Regions from separate parts of the Mus musculus genome. Here regions 2 and 3 are each linked to region 1. A link is a contact called in public HiChIP or PLAC-seq data. All regions are on one chromosome and are shown on one strand. The core of a region is the stretch at or near the end of the contact, and the rest is flanking DNA. Distances in the headings are between cores, read along the strand shown. Region 1 holds the start of Cpped1 (calcineurin-like phosphoesterase domain containing 1). Region 2 overlaps Snx29 (sorting nexin 29). Region 3 overlaps Snx29 (sorting nexin 29).

The links. HiChIP or PLAC-seq counts read pairs in DNA pulled down with a chosen protein or histone mark.
Region 2: an H3K27ac HiChIP or PLAC-seq map of neural progenitor cells shows a contact between it and region 1, with 2.4 times the contacts expected there. The contact joins the enhancer-like site here to the promoter of Cpped1 in region 1. A contact is called at or near these places in 4 of 39 promoter capture datasets (the C10 cell line, epiblast stem cells, hippocampal neurons and 1 more), 1 of 15 datasets of contacts at CTCF or cohesin (the NIH/3T3 cell line), 7 of 115 datasets of contacts at active chromatin or transcription factors (astrocytes, bone marrow-derived macrophages, embryonic forebrain and 4 more) and 1 of 9 other capture datasets (adipose tissue).
Region 3: an H3K4me3 HiChIP or PLAC-seq map of bone marrow-derived macrophages shows a contact between it and region 1, with 4 times the contacts expected there. The contact joins the enhancer-like site here to the promoter of Cpped1 in region 1. A contact is called at or near these places in 5 of 39 promoter capture datasets (the 3T3-L1 cell line, the C10 cell line, embryonic stem cells and 2 more), 5 of 115 datasets of contacts at active chromatin or transcription factors (the SCID.adh cell line, bone marrow-derived macrophages, large pre-B cells and 2 more) and 1 of 9 other capture datasets (embryonic stem cells).

What each region holds. Positions count from the first base shown.
Region 1 is chr16:11,906,965-11,911,663 of GRCm38.p6, reverse strand. It overlaps Cpped1 (calcineurin-like phosphoesterase domain containing 1), which reads left to right and starts at 2,241. Exons shown (of 4, transcript NM_146067.3): 1 at 2,241-2,398. The coding sequence starts at 2,329. The region is part of intron 2 of Gm9961 (predicted gene 9961); the gene reads right to left.
Region 2 is chr16:11,623,757-11,628,455 of GRCm38.p6, reverse strand. The region is part of intron 15 of Snx29 (sorting nexin 29); the gene reads right to left. Among named protein-coding and RNA genes, the nearest start is that of Gm32100, 42 kb to the right of the region's middle. Within about 2 kb of position 2,050, at least 28 of the 459 cell types and tissues checked have an H3K27ac peak or open chromatin away from gene starts, as enhancers often do. A contact at or near this core is called in neural progenitor cells, where this site is marked.
Region 3 is chr16:11,650,464-11,655,162 of GRCm38.p6, reverse strand. The region is part of intron 16 of Snx29 (sorting nexin 29); the gene reads right to left. Among named protein-coding and RNA genes, the nearest start is that of Gm32100, 69 kb to the right of the region's middle. Within about 2 kb of position 2,277, at least 58 of the 459 cell types and tissues checked have an H3K27ac peak or open chromatin away from gene starts, as enhancers often do. A contact at or near this core is called in the SCID.adh cell line, bone marrow-derived macrophages, hematopoietic stem and progenitor cells and 2 more, where this site is marked.

The sequences.
Region 1 (4,699 bases), core at 992-3,491:
ACTACATTCTGAGGACAGAAAAGTCTATTACCCTATAAGGACACTCATGGGGTGGGATGGCATACCAGCTAGTGACTGTCACCCTTCTAAAATCTACCCCTCTCCTCCCACCCCACTCCTGGTAACAGTTTTCTATTTAGAAGACCACATTTCAAAGGTGCTGTGCAAAGAAAGAACTAGATCCATATATTTAATGAGTTGAGAGACTTGTGGATACAAAAATTACTGCCTGAGATGTAGGCTAGGGCTGAGTCCCTCGGAAGTATCAGGGCTTTGGCTCTCAGCCATTCACTTTCACTTTGCCCATTTCGTCAGATCCCTCCTCATGTCCAGGTTGTATGTGGCAAATAGAGGTATGATGATTAATAATTACCATGGCTAATATACTTACTACTTGCCACTGCAACTGTTACTTTAAGCAGTTTGACATACAAATCCATCAACTCTTGTTACTTTGTTCACGACTATGGCAGAAACGGATCAGAGAAAGGTTTTTATGTTGCAGATGCTTGCACAGGAACTTAGCCAAACATCACAAAGATGTATGGCACAGGAGCTTCTCACCTCAAGAAGGGCAAGCGGCACACTGTCACAGGAAGTGTTTAGGAACAAGATTATCTCCAAGACACGCCTTCCAAAGACCTTTATTCTTTAACCTGGAATCACCTTCTAAAGTTCTCTGAACCTCCCAAACCACTGCCATTTGTTAAGTTTTAAACCCAGGACATGGGTGAGGTGCCAGTTTAGCACATCAAAGTGGACCTGGCCTCCAGGTTCTTCCAGCAGCCTCAGTTCCTACCTGATATAGGGTATGGCTGGCATATCCCACCCTTTACCCTGAACACTCCAGCCCAGAGGCTGGGCTGCCCTTCCCCCCCCCCCCAGGGGCTCTTCCCTATATAGTCCAGACATTTTGTTACCCAGCCTTTTTGTACCTTTGGCCTCCTGGCTGCTGCACCTGGTTCTTTTCTTCCCTCCTTCTCCTTACCCCTTCCCCTTGCCCAGTATTAGATTTTCACAGATGTCTCAGCTTTTGGCTACACTCTCCCACAGATAAGCTTTCTCCTCCACCACACCTAGGGGGAATTCATATCCTTTCCCTTCCTTTTTATTTCTTTTTCTTTCGTTCACAACTAGCTGGGGACAACTTCCAACATGAGCCTACGGGAGACATCTTATGTGCAAATTACAACATCATCTAACTTTCTCACCAACCCAATAACCCTAGGTATTGTTATTGTTCTCATTTGACAGGTAGGAAAACTGAGGTGCAGAGCAACTAATTTTTAAGATCATACCTAAAGTAAGTGGTAGTATTAGGATAAACCCAAGTAGCTGAGACACAAGCTCATTTGTATTTCTGTCCTAAATTGCTAGGACTTATATCTGACTCTAGTTCAAGGTCATGGGACATCATCCTAGCTCTGTTAACCATACGAACATTTCAGGCTTACACTTGTTGAGAAGAAAATTTAGCAACTTGGCAGATCCTAGGAATTCCCCTGTAGTGCTTAATAAATGTATCCTCTTTTTGGAGATCTGAATTTAACATTTTCCACCTCGAAATCTGGATTGCTACCAAGTGTGAGGGTTGTAGTCCAGTGTAACGGCTTTTGAGTTGGATAGATTTTGTCTTGCTCACCTGCAGCTCTTAGCTTTCAGGAGTTGTGTCTCTCTCTGAGTGTCAGTTTCCCCATCTGACAAGTGCAGTCAATGAGGTAACAAGCAAAACACAAAGTACTTCGGGCAATGCCTGTTACCCAGCAACAACAGTGACAGAATGACAGTGGCAATGTCCAGGCAGTCAAGATGCCTTAAAGACTCTTGAGATTATGGTGGGCAGTTTGGAAGGGTTGCAACATAAAACTTAGGACATCAAATTGAAATGGAATTTCAGATAAACAATATTTTAAAAATAACTGCTTAAGTATCTCCCAAATACTGCATGAGATATATTTAAGCTAAACGTGGGTTTTGTTGGGTTTTTTTGTTTGTTTGTTTTTGTTTTGTTTTTTCCTATTCTTGTTAACCTGAAATCCCAAATTATGAAGCGGCCCGATGCGTGTTACATAAGACAACTCCAGGCCTCAAAGCCTCAACCCCCAGTCTGTTCCAGTGAAAGTTGGATCCTGACCCCGGGAGGATCCCACTAGGGGTGGCAATCTCCGTGTTCTGCCCAGGCAGTACTAGCAGCACCCAGAGCGGCCCCGCCCCGCCCGGCCCTCCTGGAGGGCAGGTTCCAGAAGCTGTTCCAGGCGGGGCTGCCGGGTGGTGTGGAGTCGCTCCCTCCTCTCACAGAACGTGCCCAGGCAAGGCCAGTCGCTCGCCATGTCCGCTATGGAGGCGGCGGATGTTTTCCACAGAGCCCGGGGCAGGACCCTGGACGCGTTTTCCTCAGGTACTGCTTGGCTCTTCGCCTGGGAAGGGGGGCACTCCAGAGCTGCAGAACCTTCCGCGAGGGGAACCTTCCGGTCGCGGGCGCTCACTTCTATCCGGATCCCTTCGTGGGTTGCACACAGCACCGGGGACCGTTGTCGGAGTTGTTCCTCCCTCGCAGTGTTGGGTGCTTCGCTGGCCTTGACTTGACCTTGCAAACCACAAACTTAAAAAATAAAGCAAACAAACTAAACAGAAGCGGGGCGGAGGTGGCAGAGAAGTGAATGACTGCTTGGGCTCTGCTACGGGGCCTGTCTTCTCTCTTCCTTGGCAAGCTTCTGCGGGGCAGCTGACAAGCGCTGTGTGTGTCAGGGGCTGTCAATTGTAGTGAGAGTGTTTTTATATCCAGTTGCTTACTGTAACCGTAGAAAGGGAAGGCATTCTGGTCCAGGTAGCGTTCTTGGAAGTTGGGCTTAGATAATCTGACCCAGTCTTGCCTCAAAGGGAGCGTTGTTAACACATCAGACTATTTCTGTAACCTTGGGTGTGGAACACATGCTGGGTGTTAAGCAAATGATAGGCCCCAGCAACTCAGAGGATACCGGATTGGTTCCTGTTTCCCTGTGTTTCCTTTGGATCTTTGGGGTTGATTCTTCTCTGGCACTTGGCTTAGAATCACAGGAACGCTCGCCTTGTTATCCAGCCTCTAATTTGCCTGAACTGCTCTGAAAAAAGAATCAGGCCCGTTCCAAACCCGGAGGGCCTTGGCACCTGCTCTCCTCTGCTCACCTGGTGGGACTTGGAAGTCTGGCACCTTCTCAGCCTTCACATCCTATTTTCAGGTTCATTTCCTCAGACTTACCTCTGCCTAGCTAGCCAAAGAAGATCAATCCTACAGTTCTCTGCTAGGCCTTTGTTTCTTTTCCCCTCCTTGCAGTTCAAGGTTCTGCACAGGTGCGCACAGCCAAAAATCCACTGATGGTGGACTGGGGAAAGTCCAGTCTGCAGTGTTGCCATTTTCTACAGATTTTAATGTGTCTTAGGTTTTTGTTTGTTTGTTTTCCCAGCCTACATGTTTTTGAGATGCCTCCTATTCTAAGTAGTTCTCCTTCCTTCCTTCCTTCTGAACAGTATCCCATTGATTGCGCATTCGTGCTGTATGTTTTGTTAATGGATGTGCTGAGTTTTACCAACTTGGTGTCTTTCTTGTCTTTGCTTCTCCAGATTTCTCTTTGCCACAGTGCTCTAGGAGCGACTGCTTGCAGGAATGAACTCTTTGTCCTGATCCTTAGATTGGCAGGAGAGCTGGGCAAGAAGACACTCAGCCAACCAGAAGCTCCCACGGGAGATTAGGGGGAGGAGAAACAAACACCTGAATGTGTATTCCTGCACTTGATGCCCTTCCAGGGTTCCCCTTTGTAGACTGTATTCCTCCCTAGAAGGCCCTGTTTCTCCCAACAGTCTTTATGTTCTTAGACTCTGTTCCCAGATGGAGGTATCTGAATGACAGTGGCTCTATCTTTTGGCTGCTTAATGTTCCTCATAGTCTCTTTATATTCATCTCATCCCAGATAATCCCTTTGAAAATGACTCAGGCATTTTCTTAGTTTTAGTATATTTACTATTCCTCCCTTGGTCCTGACTGATACAATGACCATTTAGTTACGTGCTTTTCATTCTTGTAAACAGTATTATAGTAAGCCTTTTTGTACAACTGTCTTTTATAAACACATGGGAGAATTTCTTCTGGAGCAGGGATGTGGGTTATAGAGTATAATCATCCCCAGATTTACCAGGTATAGCTATATTACCTTCCAGAAGTGGTGGCACACACCTTTAATCCCAGCACTTGGGAGGCAGAGGCAGGCAGATTTCTGAGTTCGAGGCCAGCCTGTTCTACAGAGTGAGTTCCAGGACAGCCAGGGCCATTCAAAGAAACCCTGTCTCAAAAAACAAACAAAAAAATAAATAAAAAATAAAAAGGGGGGGTGTAACTGTTTATTCCCTCTAGTAGACTGGAAGAGTTTCCTGCTATCAGCTTCTCTCCAGTCTGAGAAATATCATGTTTCATTTACACTCTCTAGTAAGCTGGGAAGAATAGAGAAGAAAAGGGTGACAAATTCCCAGACCTCAAACTCCAAATCTAGGCATGGAGCCATGGCACAGAAGTAGGAATCCTTGGCACCCAATGGCCACTGCAGTAGGAGGAGTTGGGACTGTGTGTACTGTCCATGCTTGATGAGGGGGAGAGCATTGACTGACATCAGAATAAGGAATAGAATCAAATGAATGAAATGGATTTGAGATACCGTCTGGAATGCTG
Region 2 (4,699 bases), core at 801-3,300, 280 kb after region 1:
CCCAGAGGCACCGTAATTACCTGACAAACCACAAAGGATTATGGATGTAAGAAAAGCCTCTGGTGTTCCCTTTCATACCACAATGTTCTCTGTCTCCTCACATTCAAGGAAATGCCTTACCCTCCTTCAAGTGCAAAACAGACACTTTTTGGTTAAGATCGAGACAAGCCCCAAATTTCAGTAGCAACTGAAGCTCTTCTAGTGACAACCAGGAACGCGTCTCAGATGCCTCAGGATCCATCTGAGGTGAAAGTCACACACTGTGTCTTCTGGTCCTGTCTGCCGTAGCTGTTGGGAAAACTGGAGTTCTTTGTGAACAGCACATGGTGCCAGCCTAGTTAAAATAAACCTGGCCAGTGCCAGCTGCCCCTGCAGAGCTGCATTCCAACCTCTAGGAGGCTTTAGACATCTAGTGCTCCTTCCTACAGGGTAGGCCACCATTCCGTACAGAATAGACCACTGCAAGGTGATACACCTCAGTGTCAGGGTCAGACGAGGCAGGGCAGAGATTTGAACCCATGCCTTGGTAGCCTTTGCAGTGATAGCTGCATAAACAGTTGAAGTATGGTAAGAACTAACCCCTTTTATGGTAAGAAATGCAGGTTTGTCTTTCATGGAACAGGTTAATAGCCCACGACCAAGTAAGTTATCATGATTACTTGGTAGGTTCCATTCTGAGAAATGCAGATTTATCCCTCCTTACACCCCAATTGAAATGGGAGGGGTCTGATCTGAGCTATATGGTTTACTTGACAGACAGAGACCACTAAGACACAGGTGTCAGTAAGTGTCACTACCTGTCTGAACTGCTGCCACAGGGTCCCCAGTGTTAACCTTCACTCTTCATGGTGCAGCCTTACAGGGAATCCACAAGCAAGCCTCTTGAAAAGGGGACAAGCAGCCTCTCTTTCAGCCCAGAGGACACCTATGCCTGGTGGTGTGCAAAATCCAAGCATCCAGAAATCCAAATAGCAGGTAAAACTGGTACTTTCATCATGGTGTCTGAGAAACTGATCAAGAGAAAGCAAGCCAAAACAGCCAGGAGCTTCAGCCCTGTGCTGAGCTCAGGGCCTTTTGCCTCAAGAGAATGAAGGAGGCTCCATGCAGCTGCATGGGTCTGCAGTAAGCAAAGGACCATCATCACAGACTGCCAGGACAGCTCACAACACAACCGTTCCACAGCTCCAACTAGACCCACCCTATCCTCTCCCCTCAGTTGCTGTGACCTTGGACAACTTACTTTCTTCTCATTTAGGTTCAGTCTTGTTTTTAAAACAGCAGAAATAACAACACAAGTTTCAGAAGGCTTACAAGGTGCTAATCAGTTAATCTTCCAGAAAGCTACAGAAGGGGTTATTTCATAAATGCTATCTATTGCTACTTGTTTTAGTTAGGATTTTACTGCTGTGAACAGACACCATGACCAAGGTAACTCTTATAAGAACATTTAACTGGGGCTGGCTTACAGTTTCATAGGTTCAGTCCATTATCATCAAAGTGAGAGCATGGCAGCATCCAGGCAGGCATGGTGCAGGAGGAGCTGAGAACTCCGCATCTTCATCTGAAGGCTGCTTGCAGAATATTGGCTTCTAAGCAGCTAGGAGTAGGGTCTTAACGCCCACACCCACAGTGACACACCTACACCAACAAGGCCACACCTACTCCAGCAGGGCCACACCTTCTAATAGTGTCACTCTCTGGTCTGAGCATATACAAACCATAACACTACTCTTCAGATAGACATCCACCAGTGTTACCCAGCAGTACCCTGGTTCTGTAAGACCAATGCCCTCTATTTCTCTCAGGTCTGCTTCACTCCCTCACTCATTGCCAGACTAAACCTGGGCAAACACCTTAGAACCCTCCTACCCCGATCTTCCAGCTGATGCATGGTACTTGTAACAGAGCCTGAAGGATGGTCAATATGAGTCTTTAGAATGAGCTAAATGCCAGAGTGGGCCTGTCAGTTGCCCAGTGGATGAGCCCGTTAAAAGACTGGGGCTAGCTGAGATGTGCCCAGGGGGCATCTGCCTTTTCCCTTCCTCCTCCTGATCCACCTGCTCCTCAGGCTTGAAAAGACTTTCTGTGCTGGGAAGAAGATGAGGCCCTGCAGAGCTGACAACCATCCCAGGATCCTTAGAAATCAATAGTAGCTCTTTGTGAACAAGCCCAGAATGGCTGGCAGAGCTTTTGAAAGGAAAGTCCAGACAAGGCTTTTAAAGTAATTCTTGACCCATTTTCACAGGCCTGGCTGAATGTGGTGTTTTATGCTTGTAATGGGTTCTAATTACCACCATTGTGTGGAGCCAAGTAAACTGTGTGCTGAATTAACAGAAGGGCTCTCCCTTCCCCTCCACTGACCCTCCCAAAACTGTTCCAGTAAGAATACACTTTGTAAGGGCTTAAGGCCCTAAGAAGCAAGGAAGGCCAATGTGGCTGGCTGACCTCTGTGCTCTCTATCAGGACTGTGAACAGTCCAGGAGGCACATTGTCTACCTGCATGCATGATGACTGGCTACCAGCACAGTGCCCTATCCCTGTTGGCAAGCTTTGTGAGACATGGGTCTTAGTGCCCACTGCTGTCTTAGTGTCCACTACTATAGCAATCCCTATGTGGTTTCAGACTTCAGATCTCTGCCCTGTAAAACAAGAGCAGCACTATTGGAATCCAGTATGATGTCTGAGGCCTCAGGGGCTGCCACAAAACAGCATCTTATATGTACATAATAGCCTCTGTGGAGCCTGCCATTTTTGACGTATAGCAAATGCTACAACCCAGCAGCTATTATTACTGAGGAGTCAGGAACTGTATTAGGGAGAGGATGGATAGTGGATGGATGGATGGATGGATGGATTGATGGATGGATGGATGGATGGATGGATGGTGGATGGATGGATGGATGGATGGTGGGTGGGTGGATGGATGGTGGATGGTGGATGGGTGGGTGGGTGGGTGGATGGGTGGGTGGATGGGTGGGTAGGGGGGTGGATGGATGGATGGGTGGATGGATGGTGGATGGATGGATGGGTGGATGGATGGATGGATGGTGGGTGGATGGGTGGATGGGTGGGTGGATGGGTGGGTGGGTGGGTGGATGGATGGATGGATGAATGGATGGATGGAAAAAGCTTGGAGGGAAATAAACTGCAATTTGAGTAGAGCTTTGTTGGGGAACGCTGCAGGAAGACGCACAGATGAAGGAGCAGGGATGCAGGACCCTCATCTGGTCAGCGGCAACCATTCTCTAATTGTAATGTATCCTCCCCCTCTTCCTCCTTGCCTCCTCATTGCTTCTGTACAGCCCAAGGAAATTAAAAAGAAACTACTGAAGGATTTCTGAAGTTTGAATGTGGATTGACTAATAGTGTCCCTCTGTGTGCCTGGCTCAGCTGCTGAGCTCAGAGCTGCTCAGCTCCAGTCTTCTCCACCCCAAGGGTAAACCCGCCCCCACCACTGTCACTCTGAAGCACATTGCCGAGGACATTTCCTCATAGCTGACACTTTTCAAAGGCTTTCAGCACAGGAGGAACTTAAGCACCAGGATGGGCTTTAGGAAGCAGCCATGTTGTTCTCTCATTGGGCATCTACATTCTAGCTTTCAGCTCCATTCAACGGGTATGGAGGATAAGCTTACAGAGGCATAAGAAAGTCAAAACTAATGGCTTAGGAGTACATGCACAGCAGGACCCAGAACCCCTTCTCATCCACTCCCTTGCGGTGCAATGCCCAATGTATCATGCTGCTCCATTCTGGAATTATCTTCTCATTCACTTATTCAGCCATGAATTTGTCTTCAGTCAACAAATGTCTACTAAGTCAATATATGCTAAGCCTGGTTCTGCATGTCAGTGGATCAGAACCTGACTCAGAGTGCTGGCATGCAGTGTGGCCAAAGGCACAGCAGAAGCTCTGAGGCCTCTGGAAGCATTGAAGACACTCAATTAGTATGGGGAAGGGCCCAGGAGATGTGACAATAAGCTGAGGGTTGAGGGCAGGACAAGAGCTGCCCTACAGAGACAGGCCCAACCCCAGGCCACTCCCCAGCATGCCTCCTGCCTGGTCTCATTCTATGAGGCATGGGCTCCAGCCTGCTGATCAGGTTTTAAGTCTTTGAGAGAGGACTTCAGAGAAGCCAGTCCCACGTAGGGGTCCACCTAGGACTACTAATTATTATTCTAGGGAATGAGTTACCAGGCCCAGAGAGTTATGTAAGGTGTACATGCCCCTGAGCTCCAGGACTTCTCTAGAAAACATTTCACCCTCGAGGACTGCTTACACATTAATTTTGCAGGACACTGGAAAGCCCAGGCTCTTTATAAAAAGATCTAAACTTTAAAATCATGTGGCTCTTTGTCATATTTGACTGTCTTCCAGAAGTTGGGAGAGGCTGGGTGCATTTTTAATCATATTTCTTTGGAAGGAATACACACAGACCTCCTGAATATTTCAACCACAGCTCAATAAATTAGGCCTAAGTTTCAAAGGAGAGATACTAAATGAAAAACATTAACTTTTATGAACATCAAGACTGCTTTTCTCCCCTAAGAATGCCTTCCTCATACCAAACAGCACTCATGTACATCTGAGCAGAGCCACTAAGGGGCTCATTCCTTCAGGGGCAGAGGGTAGATGTATTCGTGTAAGTTGTAATCTGTGGGCACAAACACCTGCACACAGGAACAGAAGTGCACATTCAAG
Region 3 (4,699 bases), core at 1,028-3,527, 260 kb after region 1:
CAACATCCTTATCATCGGGGAAATTCAAATCAAAACAACCCTGAGATTCCACCTCTCACCAGTCAGAATGACTAAGATCAAAAATTCAGGTGACTGCAGATGCTGGAGAGGATGTGGAGAAAGAGGAACACTCCTCCATTGCTGGTGGGATTAAAAGCTTGTACAACCACTCTGGAAATCAGTCTGTTGGTTCTTCAGAAAACTGGACATAATACTACCACTAAATCCAGCAATACCTCTCCTGGGCATATACCCAGAAGATGTTCCAACTGGTAATAAGGACACATGTTCCACTATGTTTATAGCAGCCCTATTTATAATAGCTAGAAGCTGGAAAGAACCCAGATGTCCCTCAACAGAGGAATGGATACAGAAAATGTGGTACAGCTACACAATGAAGTACTACTCAGCTATTAAAAACAATGAATTTATGAAATTCTTGGACAAATGGATGTATCTGGAAGATATCATCCTGAGTGAAGTAACCCAATCACAAAAGAAATCACTTGATATGCACTCACTGATAAGTGGATATTAGCCCAGAAACCTAGAATACCCAAGATACAACTTCCAAAACACAAGAAAATCAAGAAGGAATACCAACGCGTGAATACTTCATTCCTCCCTAGACTAGGGAATAAAATATCCATGGAAGGAGTTGCAGAGACAAAGTTTGGTGCTAAGACAAAAGGATGGACCATCCAGAGACTGCCCCACCCGAGGGTCCATCCCATAATCAGCCACCAAACGCAAACACTATTGCATACGCCAGCAAGATTTTGCTGAAGGGACCCTAATATAGCTGTCTCCTGTAAGGCTTTGCCAGTGCCTGGCAAATACAAAAGTGGATGCTCACAGTCATCTATAGCATGGAACACGGGGCCCCCAACATGGAGCTAGAGAAATTACCCAATTAGCTGCAGGGGTCTGCAACCCTATAGGAGGAACAACAATATGAACTAACCAATACCCCCAAAGCTCGTGTCTCTAGCTGCATATGTAGCAGAAGATGGCCTAGTCCGCCATCATTTGGAAGATAGGCCCCTTGGTATAGCAAACTTTGTATGCCCTAGTACAAGGGAACTCCAGGGCCAAAAAGAGGGAGTGTGGGTGGGTAGGGGAGCAGGGTGGGGGTGGGGGTAGATATAGGGGACTTTTAGGATAGCATTTGAAATGTAAATGAAGAAAATATGTAATAAAAATGTGGGAAAAATAAAAATAAAAATAAATAAATAAATAAATAAATGAATGAATAAAAGGGTTGAGGTGTATCTCAGTGACAGGGTGCTTGCCTAGCCTGTATAAGATCTGAGTTCAATCCCAGAGTGCTTAAAAAATATATAGAGTAAGCAATATAAATATAAAACATAGTCACAAGCTGCTTGAATGTCAGGAACAATGAGAAGAACATTTTGGGAGAGCTAGTGGCAAAAACTGAGGCTTGGAAATGGGCTTACAGTGCAGGTTCAGAGAGGCTACCATATACTTTTCAGCCATTTGAAACCATTGGAGTTTTATGCCTGAGTGCAAACTTATGAGATTTCTTGGTTGGTCTTATAAAGGATACAGAACATAGGAAGCAGAACTAAGGTAGGAGGCTGCGATAGCCTTCAGGCAAAAGTATGGTCACGGCCGAGGCCATGAAAGGAATAGAGAGGAAGGAAGGGATTGTCTCAGAATATTGGAAGTTACAAATCTGGGGCCATGGGGATCAACTAGATAGATGCAAAGGAATGATTCCCTGAGTCTCTAGCTTGAGGACATAGTGGGATAGGCTCTATTCTGTGAGGTGGAGAACACTGTAAGTTAATATGAAATAAAACTATGTTCACCTTCAAAAAAAAAAAGAAAAGAAAAGAAAAGAAGAATTGGAGCTTCCATCTAGGAAGCAGATACAAGCCAGGTCTGTTCAGTTCTCTAATGAAAATGAAAATGAAACCAGCTAAAGGTGGAGTCCTGAGGCTTTCGTGTAAGGAAGGCTGGAAGAGACTAGAAGGTGTGCCTTGAAGAGAGAGAGCAGCCCAGCTGTGGAGACAGGAGCAGGAGTGAGTGGGAGCCTGAGTCTTGACCTAAGTGGCTTCACACCAAATGTTAGCCTGCCTTCTTCCTAGTCCCAAGGTCCTGAGCAAATCAGTTCTGAGATACACTGTGATGGACAGATTCAGAATCATCTAGATTGGTGAGGCACACCTTTGGGTGTGCTTGTGAGGGATTTTCTAGAAGCAGTTAGCTGAGAGCTCTGTGTACAGAAGATTCAGGAAGCAGACAGACTTCTGCCTTGTCACTGGGCAGACTCCACTCTCACAAGGCAGCACCAAGTTCCTCACTTGTCCAAGGTCTTACTGGACTGGGCTCTTGTGTCACATTGCTGTTTTTGTGACTATCACTTTCTGTAGGTAGCTGGAAAGAGCTGATATAACATATTCAGAAGGCAGGAGGCTGCAAGTACCGAGATCACTTAAAAAACAAAACAAAAAAAAAAAGCCATCCTTTAAGAAGGAACCTTTTGCCAAAATTTACCTAGAAGCAACAAGCCCACACCATCTAAAATGTTTGCCAGAGATCATCCCTCAGGCAGCAGGTGGTAGCTCAGTGGTAGAGCATTTGCCAGCATGGAGAAGGCCCTGTATTCCATCCCCAGTATAAACCAAAACCAAATCTCAAGTGTCCTTGATTATAGAAGTTAAAATATATAAACTATTCAACTATTTTAACAATGTTAGCTACAGAAAAAGGCCATGTAAGGAGGCATCTTAAAACAATTTTTAAAGAGAGCAAGAGAGTGAGAGAGCATGCACTATCCTAGATAATATACAACAAGCAGTTGACAGGAGCTGTCACTGCCAACAGGTGGAGAGTGAGCTTGAGAGCCTCAGCTTCCGTAAGATGGAATGAGCCATCTTCTGAGATGCTTCTCGAGAATGAGTTGACTTTCTCTACATTATGCAAAGATCTATGAGACAGATCTGGTTCAGATGCAAGCCTAACTCAACTAGGGCACCAACATGGAGAGGTGAGACCTACCTAGTACCTGTGCCTGCTTTTGCATCCAAAACCTGCAGATGTGAAACTCAAGGTATTGATGGCAAACGTGCCCCGTGGACCTGGGGTAGAACTGGGCCACCATTCATCACTACAGCCATTTTGTGGTGGTGTTGTTTTGAGATAGGTTCTCATGTAGCCCAGGCTGGCCTTGAGTTCTCCATATAGACGAGGATGACCTTGAACTTTTGATCCTCCTGACTCTGCCTTTCCAGGGCTGATTTATGCAGTACTGGCAATGGAAGCTAGGCCTTTATGCATGTTCAGCAAGCACTCTGTCAAGTGAGCTACATTTCCAGCCTCTTAGAATGCATTTTGAAACACAGTACTACCAGTTAAAAACCTTAAATAAAAGTGTGATAGCTACTCAAAGTGTACTTTGATAAAAGTTTAATAGCATACATAAAAGCTTGGTCTTTTTCAAAAGCAATGAGGGAATACACGTGGCCAGTATGGTCTCTAAGTGTAAGAATGTGTGTGTGTCAATACTGTTAGAACAAAATACAACTAGAAGATGACAGCAAATTCAGATGAGGCTGAACTACCTATTTTAAGCACTTCTGCAGTATTCTGTAATGATGGTATTTCCATTGATACACATTGTAGGATAATCTGTGTATCTATCATATTATTAAGGTAAATATTCTTTCTCCAGCTTCTTCTGGCCCTCTTGCAGCTTACTAAGTTACAGAGAGTCGGATGGGAGAGATTTTGCCTTCAGAGTCACTGGAACATGTGGGATGGGCCAAGACAGAGCCAGGACTATGAAGCCATGCGCCCTGCTCCTCACCCCAGTGGCACAGAAGTGCAGTACAGACAGACACAACCAGCACTGAGTGATGGAGGAGCAGCTCTCAGCCACTGCTCCTCCTTGAATCTTCTCCCAGGGCCTGAGGCTAGGGACAGCTGTTCAGGCCTGAGGAAGGGCTTATTGGCTGTAAGGATACCAGGCAGCAGTGCATTAGAGCTACCATCTTAAAGACAGCATCCCCAGAAAGTGTACCTCAGAAGAGCCTCTCAGTGTGCTCGTTCCACAAAGCAGACACCAAGGGCAAACCAGAGGGGAGGAAAGGAGAAGACAGGGGCAGGCATTAAGCTGCCATTACAGAGCAGAGCACTTCCTCAAGGAGGAAGTGGCACCAGGTGTTTTCCTGACAGTAAGTGTCCCTCGGGGACGATAGTTTTCTGGGAACCTTCCAGACAGTGAATATAAGTGCTCAGAGGCATGTAAGTCCTGCCAGCTTAGAGGCTTTTCTTCTAATTCTGTGGCATTATCAGGATCAGGAAGCCAGGAGATATTTATGTGTCTTCCTGAATACTGGAGAGGCTACTTGGAAGAAAAGCCTGTGTGTGTCCTTGGGAACCTTTAGGGGAGCCAGGCTGGCAACCAGGCCAGGCTCTGCACCAACTATAGAGGTGGTGGAGAGTCAAGGTCAAGGTCTATGTAAAGTTTATCTGTTCTGCTATCTCTATCTGTCCAAAGTGATGCCAGATCTCCACTGGGGCTCACACCAATGCCCATAAGCTACTCTTTCTTTCTTAGTGCTGAAGATACCATTTAGACACCACACACACTCCCCTACTAAGTTATATCCCAGTTTCTTTATTTTGTACTTTTAGACAGGTCTTACTAAATTACCAGAGATAGCCTTGAACG